Regions from separate parts of the Anas platyrhynchos genome. Here region 2 is linked to region 1. A link is a contact called in public Hi-C data. All regions are on one chromosome and are shown on one strand. The core of a region is the stretch at or near the end of the contact, and the rest is flanking DNA. Distances in the headings are between cores, read along the strand shown.

Region 1 (3,887 bases), core at 1,371-3,870:
AAAACAACTTCTAAGAAAACCCTTCAAAATGGTGCAAACTGTGCCATTGGGAAGAACCCCCCCCCCCATAACTTCCATGGAAAAAAAAAAACACATGAAAGGAAGTGTAGAGGTCTTAGATTTTTCTCTCTAAGAAAGCTTAGAGATCTAACACAAGACATTTTTTCAATGTAATGACTCTTTTCTATATAGTTAATAATTTTTTTCATGGCATAAAGCATTTCATATGAGGAATAAAAAAAACTTATCGGATTAAGAAGTCTAGGCTGGGATACAGTCAGTCATCTTCAGTTGATGCTTAATGACCGTACAACATCTATTTCATTGCAGCAGCAAAGAATTAAAAGTATAACCATTTATCTTGAAAAAAAAAAAAAAAAAAAGAAAACCACTTTTTTTTAGTGGAAAAGTAAGTACATTCAGACAGCTTAAAGTTTTACCACCAACCATTATTTTATTTAACTTCTCTTCTAGCTTCCTGAGATATCAAACAGATAAAAGTTAAAACAGCAATAAAAATGCAAATAGATAGTATGACAGTACTTTTATGCAGTTTAGGCTAATAAAACAGCATTTATGTTTGTACACCTCCCTCTCATGTCCTAGCAAGTATTAGTGTAGATTAAGTCACTATTGATGAGCTGCCCAACTTATAACAAAACATAAAACAACAATTTTTATTACCTGTTCAGTACGACTAGCAAAATACGTTACAATAACCATGACAGTATTTTATGGCTTGTAAAAGTGAAGACATTATTCAACCTTTATTAGAGGTTAAAACAAAATAAAATACCCCTTACCTCTTTCAATCCCAAGAAACTGAATCATAGTCTAAAGAATCATATTTCAGACAAGTTATTTGCATTTTTCTCCATCTGCTTTTAGTGATTTTTTTCTCCCCTGCTAACTCACTGCTAATCAGTGTTTTGATTGAGCCAGATTAGTTGAAGTTTATATAAGCTTGTATGGTAGGTAGACTTTCCTTAGGTTGTGTTAGTATATTGTTCTTTGTTCTGCCTTAGAAATTAAGATTTTTTTTTTAATTGTTATTACTTTCATTATTGTTTTAAGCTTTTTTGATGCAATAGATATTTAGTCATTTTTTCTAAAGTTCTAGGAACAAATACTTTTCACAGGTATTATATACAGATGTTTATTATGCCCTTGGCTTTTTTTGTGTGCTTTGTTTTTTATAAAAATAAAAGGCAATTTCATAATCTAGAGTATTTTACTGTGTGGGTAGCATTAACTTGTCAGTTGCTGAACAGCTTTAGGTTTACTAGTAGGTATTTTGATCCTTATTGCTGTGCTCAATATATCTGTGGGAGAACTGACACTATGTCACTCGTAAGCATTGATTTGGAGGATGTGTTTGTCCATAATAAGAGAAGGTCTTCAGCATGTTCTGCTATAGTTACTTTTAATTAAAGTAGTAGTTTATTTTATTGACTATACTGAGTTGGTTCAAGTGCGTTTTTGTTAATGAGATTATTTGGCTGTGCAGCAAGCTAGCTCACCATGTGCCTTACAAGCCTAGTGGTTTTTGCTAAACTCCACTGTTAAAAAATCTTAATGCAGTGTGTGTAGTAGAGAAAGCTGTCTCCTTTCAAGTTTTTAGCATTTGCTGCTTTTTGGTTTCATTAAAACCTGTGTACAGTCTCATCTGCTTTCTAACAGGAAAGACAAACTCTGCTTTCATTGCAAAGTAAAGGTTACCATCATGATAATTCCTATTCCCCCACTGTCCAGGCAGAAACAAGTTGCCAGCGTTTTTTCATTATGGTTAAACAAGAAGTGCTTCCTGATTTTCTTTTTGTGTGCTGCCATACCTCAGAAGAAGTAATTGACAAAGTATTTTACAGCATGGTGTGAGTGGAAGGTTTTGGGGGAATGATTGAAGAAATTGCATGTTACAGAAACTACCCAGCTCAAGGAGAGGTTTGGCATGGTTATCTTTTAGCTGGCTCTTGGGTGCTGCAATCATTTCAACTTCTACACGCTTGAGGGCACATACACACTTCCATTTTTGTTTGTAGGAGACTTCAGAGAGTGATACCTGAGTATACGATCAGTTCTGGATGCCAAGCACTGCAGTGCTGCAGAGACTTTGCTTGTAAGCCATGCAGTTACATACCTGAGCTCCATTAAACTGCCACCGAGTCTCTTAAAAAGCCAGTAAGCAAGAAGACCACATTACCCTGCGTACTTGGTGTAGCTTGACTCTGCTCTGTAGAGACAGTCTAAGCTCTCGCCCCAGGTATAAAATCTGAGTGAAATGGTAAGGTGTGGTACTCTGCAGTTACTGTTCTGTAAGGATTTCATGGGTTCATAACTCAGTGTCAGCTGTAATCCTCTGCTCAGAAGCACAGGAAATCATCACTCCTTACAGTTCCTGCTCTTGATCTTGTCACTCCTGGGCATGGCATTCTGTTGTGCTTCCTTCTAGCCTTCAGTGGCACGGGCAGCAGCATGACTGCTTTTTGTTCTTTGAATTAGCATATGCATAATTTGGAGAGAGATGATTGGAAAAGTGGCAAAAAAGAGAAGAGCTCCTGAAGATGTTTTGGTTTTGAAGAACTACAGTCTTTGTAAAATAATGTTAACGCCTGAACTTCCTTTAAGCCTGTTGTACATGTTTTCTTGTGATCTGCTTTATGAAGGTAAGTGACACCCTAAGATACACCTGTCACTCCCCAGCTGAGTAGCCAGGCCTCTTGCAAACTACATGTGTACATTTAATAATCACAGAGACTTAAGATTTAGAAATATTGTAGAATAAAAATGGAACAAGTTGGTGGTTGTCTGTTCCCAGGTGTGATGTGTTGCTGCTTTCAGCTGTGTTACAGCGCTACAGGGGCTTGAAACATGGATATGGTGTGATAGGATTTTAATCTGTAAATGAATACAAGTACAGGAAAAAGAGGAGGGAACAACATTCAAGACTGTATTATAGTGGGAGGCCAGGTGCTGGAACAATTCAAAATCTTCTCTATAAAGAAGCTTACTGAGCTGTTATTGAGAGCTCAATTTCAGGTTATTTCTGTGCTAGAATGTTTAAAATTCTCTAAAAACACCTGTAGGCAGGCTTGATCATAGTTTGTAAGTTCAGTTTGGTACAAAAAATGAATGAAGGTAAAAGGTTGTGGATATAGATTAAACAACTGCAAAGCCTAATTATTTGCTGAAGGCTTTTTTATGAAGTTACTAAGAATAGAAGTTGCATGTAACACTGAAGTCGTAGTTGGACATCACACCTGTCCTTCTGCTTCAAGCAGAAGCAACTGAGAGATGGGGATGGAAAGCTAGAGCTACCTTTGTAAGTCTCCTTTATGAGCTGCTGACTAATGGTTTTGACCTATTGGGTTTTGCTGAAGGAGCTCAGTAACTGCTGCCCTTGCCTCAGGGCAGCTTCTCTGATCGGAGGGCCTTTTTGCTGTCACGCAGAATAGAGATTCACAGAAGGGAAGATGAGTGTGAAGGTCCCTGGAGGCCCTGGCTGGGAACTGAGGATGCATTTGCAGCCTGTAGGGCTGGTATGGCCATGCAGGTGGCCTGAAAAGTAGGTTTGTACTGCAGGGGCAGCTGGATGCCCACAACGGGACCAGAAGCCCTCGTGCTGATCTGTGCAACGGGTGCTGCAGCTTCTGCCACGAGAATCCCCAGTTACCTGCTCCACGTTTGATGTGATTTCTGTAGGTGCTAATTTTAGCTGAAACGCACCTTTGGGGGGTAAGTGGTGTTTCTCTGCCTAGTGGGATGTGCAGTGAGCCAGAAGAGAGAGGAGCATTGTTCAGTGCACCACGAGCTCATCGGTAGGCTTGCCAGCCTGTCCATAATGCCAGGGAAGAGAGATGAGAAGACAAACAAGATTCACTCAATAAAGA
Region 2 (3,874 bases), core at 1,293-3,792, 200 kb after region 1:
TATTGTAGTGTATGGAAAGATGTTCTGGAAGAGAACAAGACAGACCTTTGTTTGTTGTTCCTTTAATTATCATTAAGGCATTCCTTGCTGCTAGGCAGCATCCCCCCCAACCCCAGCAGAGGTCTGCGATGCAGAGGAAAGGACCACTCTTCTAGGCACTGCACAGGCCTTGGCACTTAGTAATCTATCTAGGAGGCCAGCCTAGTTCCCTTTACAGTCTCATGCAATGGGAGCTGTCTTTTTGGGGGTGCACTGGCACTGTGAGGGCTACAGGTAGACAGGGACTTGGATATCACTAGTTAAGAATTTTCTTCATTTTCCAAATACAATCCTCTATGTAAGAAGTTGTTTAGAAACAGTTCCCCACAAGAATGGGGCTTTATTCCTTTCCTAGGGGAAAAAAGCACAGTAATCCCTACACAAAGCACTTACGTGAAATGAAGTTTTTACTAGAAAGCCAGTTCCTGCCAACACAAATGGCCTTAGGCTTGTGTAAATTCCCATCCGTTTGTGCCTGTGGTGTTCCAGGCTTCCTTCCCTGATCCTCACAAATGACACCCTGCTCATCACTTGTGCATCTGGAGCCACTTCCAAGTCTGCTCTAACCCCGGCCCTATTCCTACCCAGCTAGCAGAAATTACCTCTGCATATGGCATGAGTTAAGAGACCTAATCTAGCAATTAAATACACGTTAACAAAGATATTCTAGTGTGATGCAAGGGTCATTAAATCAGTTTAATTGGTGTCCTGCTGTAGGAGTGTGTGGTTTTGGTTATTGGCAGCGAACAAGAATTTGTAGTTGCTTTGCATGAATTTCAGTTTCAGAAACAGAGTTGCTCCTTAACCTTTGTGAAGACACCTGCTTTTCACTTGTTGGTGTGGGGCTGTAATTTAAGAAGGCAAGAAAGGGCATTTTCCACTACCAATGGCAAGTTTTTAAGAAAGGATGACATTTTGTAAGCATGTGGAGTGTTTTAGCACATCCTTATACAATAAGGCTTGCCAGATTTGTGGCTTTCTCTTCCAATAAGCAAGAAGAGGTAGTTTACTTGTGGGGCTTACCCAGTTTTATATATTTGTAGAATGCCTGCAAAATCTCTGCAGAAACGTACCAGCCTCTTTGAACAACCTAGCAATGATTAGATATTTTGGCAGCATGTTGGCTGGAGGCAGCTAATTGTTTCCTGATAGGAACCCATCTGTTTTTTAGGCCTCAGAAAGCATCCACCACCTCTTTTTAATGATCTATATTTCGTAAGTAATCTTTCATGTCCTTCCACAAAGTCTGTCTCTTTCTGTCCTAAACTGCTGTCTTCGTTGCTCTTCTTGAAGCATCAGGCTCTAGAATGAATTGGCTCCTGTTATAACTTCTGCAGTGGATGTCTAACTTGCAAATAATCTGTCAATCTTTAGTATTCCTTGCAGTGCTTGCTGAAACATGAGAAATTCTGATTATATATTGGGATTTTTTAATTATTTTTTTTCAGCAAGAGTGTGACCAGATAGTGGAGGAGGCACTCAGAAAGTTTTTACAGTCCCCACCCTTGGAGATACTCAGAAGTCAAGTAGATGAGGCACTAAGCAACCTGCCATAACTGGTCTTGTTTTGAGCAGGGGTTGGACTAGATGACCTCTGGATGTCCCTTCCAACCTAAATAATTTGGGTGATTCTATGAAGTGTACTTACAGTAGAGCCAGGCTCTTGTGGCAGCAAAGAGAGGAGAACAGAGCTCAGGGCCTAAGATGGTAAAGGCTTTAATGCATGTTTCATAAGTTGTAGGCAAAATTTCAGCTGGCACTTAGATTATGCACTGTACTGCTTGTACTGTATGTACATTATAGAGGAAAGTGAAGGTATCTACACAAGGGGACAAAAATGGCACAGAGTGTTCAGTAATTATGTTATGCATTGACCTGACCTTTGCATTTCTGGCCCAAAGCCTGACTCCAATACCAGTTGCATCACTCCTGAGTCGCCTTAACATTACTGAACACTGGCTTTGTCTGACCATCCTGTGAGTGCTGGTTCCTCAGCAGAAGCAGTGCCCTCATTCTCTCAATAAAGAGTTATTCATGTTTGTAATACTCCTCGATGCTGCTCACTTGCAGTATTTCAGCACTGGTTTATCACGGACTCTAGCATCATGTGCTGTCTGCAGACTGGCAGCCAGTTGCAAACTCATCCTCCCGTGTCAGGTCCAGGAGAGCTTCTCTACAAGGCCCGAATGCAGCTAAGCAGTGACACAGTCACCAGGTGTTGGGATGGGTTCAGGATATGTTGGTGACAGAGTCTCTGTTTGCAGGGCTAAGACCTGTGACATATTTTAAAGGACAGAGATGCAATTCCAGTAATTCAGGGATGTACGGATACACAAACTGTTCGTACTGTTCTCCTTTGTTTTATTACCAGAACTCCTGAATTTAATTAGAGCCTCACAGCTTGTTGTTTCCTACTGTTTGTTCTGTATGCAAACTGTATACGTGTTATCATGGGCCATGAGCTATTTTTGGTGTAGCATTTATCTTTCTGTAATGTGACCCTGCCCTATTTCCTCTCTGAAAGTTACGAGGAGCCTGTTGGCTGTGTGCTCTGAAGCGCTGACTCCAGCTCTCTGAACACGCTGTGCACTTATCCGAGGGTGAGGGTTATGTGGGGATTTCTGGTGACCTGCTGGGCTTCAGCAATTTTTATTTATGGTGGAGAGGGTGAAGATCCCCAGGCAGTGTAATCCATCTGACAACCACTTCCACAGCGCCTGTGGTATCACAAAGGCAAACGCTGTCAAAACAGCAGTGCCATGAGGGGTACCAATGACAAAGTCTGGATGAAGGGTGCTTCGATGTGTGTTCTGATGGCTGCAGGGAGGCTGTGGTGTGTGTGTGTGTTTGTAATGCCTTTGAGTAGACAGTGCTGAAGTGGGGGATGCTCCTCCAAAAGCATCAACAGTAAAGCAGTTTGAACATTTTAGTGGTTAAGTAATCTTCCTCAGCCTAGCACAAGATACTGAAATAGACTGTTTCTCAGCTTGCTGCTACTTTTTGTGTTGCATTCCAACTTTGTGCTTTGTCATTCCCATTTCAAGGTTGTAATCATTCGTTCTGCACTTGGAAAAGTTTGCCTCAATTAATGAGGATTGTTGCAATTTAGAATAAGGAGGATTTTCTGCTGGAACTGACATTCTGTACTTCAAAACTTGTTAATAAATACTCTTAATTATGAATGTGTAATCGTTAAACATTTTGATATTACGATGTCACACTGCAAAAGAAGTGTCAAGATAGGTATAATTATTAAGTGTCTGGAGCTGTAATGGATCTAGGATGTAAGCAAGGCCAAGACTAAAGAGAGCAATGCTGTCTTTTCTTACACTGATCAGTTGTAGCTGGAAAAAGTCCCTGAGGAAAAGGCCCTGCACAGGCCCTGAAAAGATCCATGGACTACCGATTACACAAATGTCCTCAAGGTAGGCATGTAATTACTGATGGCTGACTTAGCCTGTGGATAGATACAACATACAGTGCTGCAAACAGGAAATGGAAATAAGTGCTCCTGATCCTCAAGAGAGCTTGGAGTGGAAAACTCCTTTGAAACTCACAGCTGGCCTCTGTGGCTGAAGTTGGCTTGAGGGTATTTGTGGGTTGAAACACCTAAAAGCCAGACGGATTCATGCTGTAGCCTGATGTTTTTAAGTTTACCTCTGCATTTTAAAACAGGGGGTGGAAAACTAATACTGGATTGCAAGGTCTAAACATACTGAGACTATATGAAGTGCTCTTCTACTTGCATTATTTGGCATTTTTATATCAATATGTAACAATGAAAGAAGAAAGTTGCTTGCAAAGAAAGAAGAAAGTTGCTTGCTTCTAACTACCA

The links. A called contact is a pair of places that touch in the nucleus more often than the background predicts.
Region 2: a Hi-C map of skeletal muscle shows a contact between it and region 1, with 5 times the contacts expected there. The contact joins the enhancer-like site here to the promoter of ARHGAP24 in region 1. A contact is called at or near these places in 4 of 8 Hi-C or Micro-C datasets (liver, skeletal muscle and subcutaneous adipose tissue).

The regions. Positions count from the first base shown.
Region 1 is chr4:47,955,501-47,959,387 of IASCAAS_PekinDuck_T2T, forward strand. ARHGAP24 (Rho GTPase activating protein 24) reads left to right here and starts at 2,621. Exons shown (of 9, transcript XM_072037524.1): 1 at 2,621-2,663. The coding sequence starts at 2,636.
Region 2 is chr4:48,157,054-48,160,927 of IASCAAS_PekinDuck_T2T, forward strand. All of the region lies in intron 4 of ARHGAP24 (Rho GTPase activating protein 24), which reads left to right. Among named protein-coding and RNA genes, the nearest start is that of MAPK10, 33 kb to the right of the region's middle. Within about 2 kb of position 2,543, at least 4 of the 8 cell types and tissues checked have an H3K27ac peak or open chromatin away from gene starts, as enhancers often do.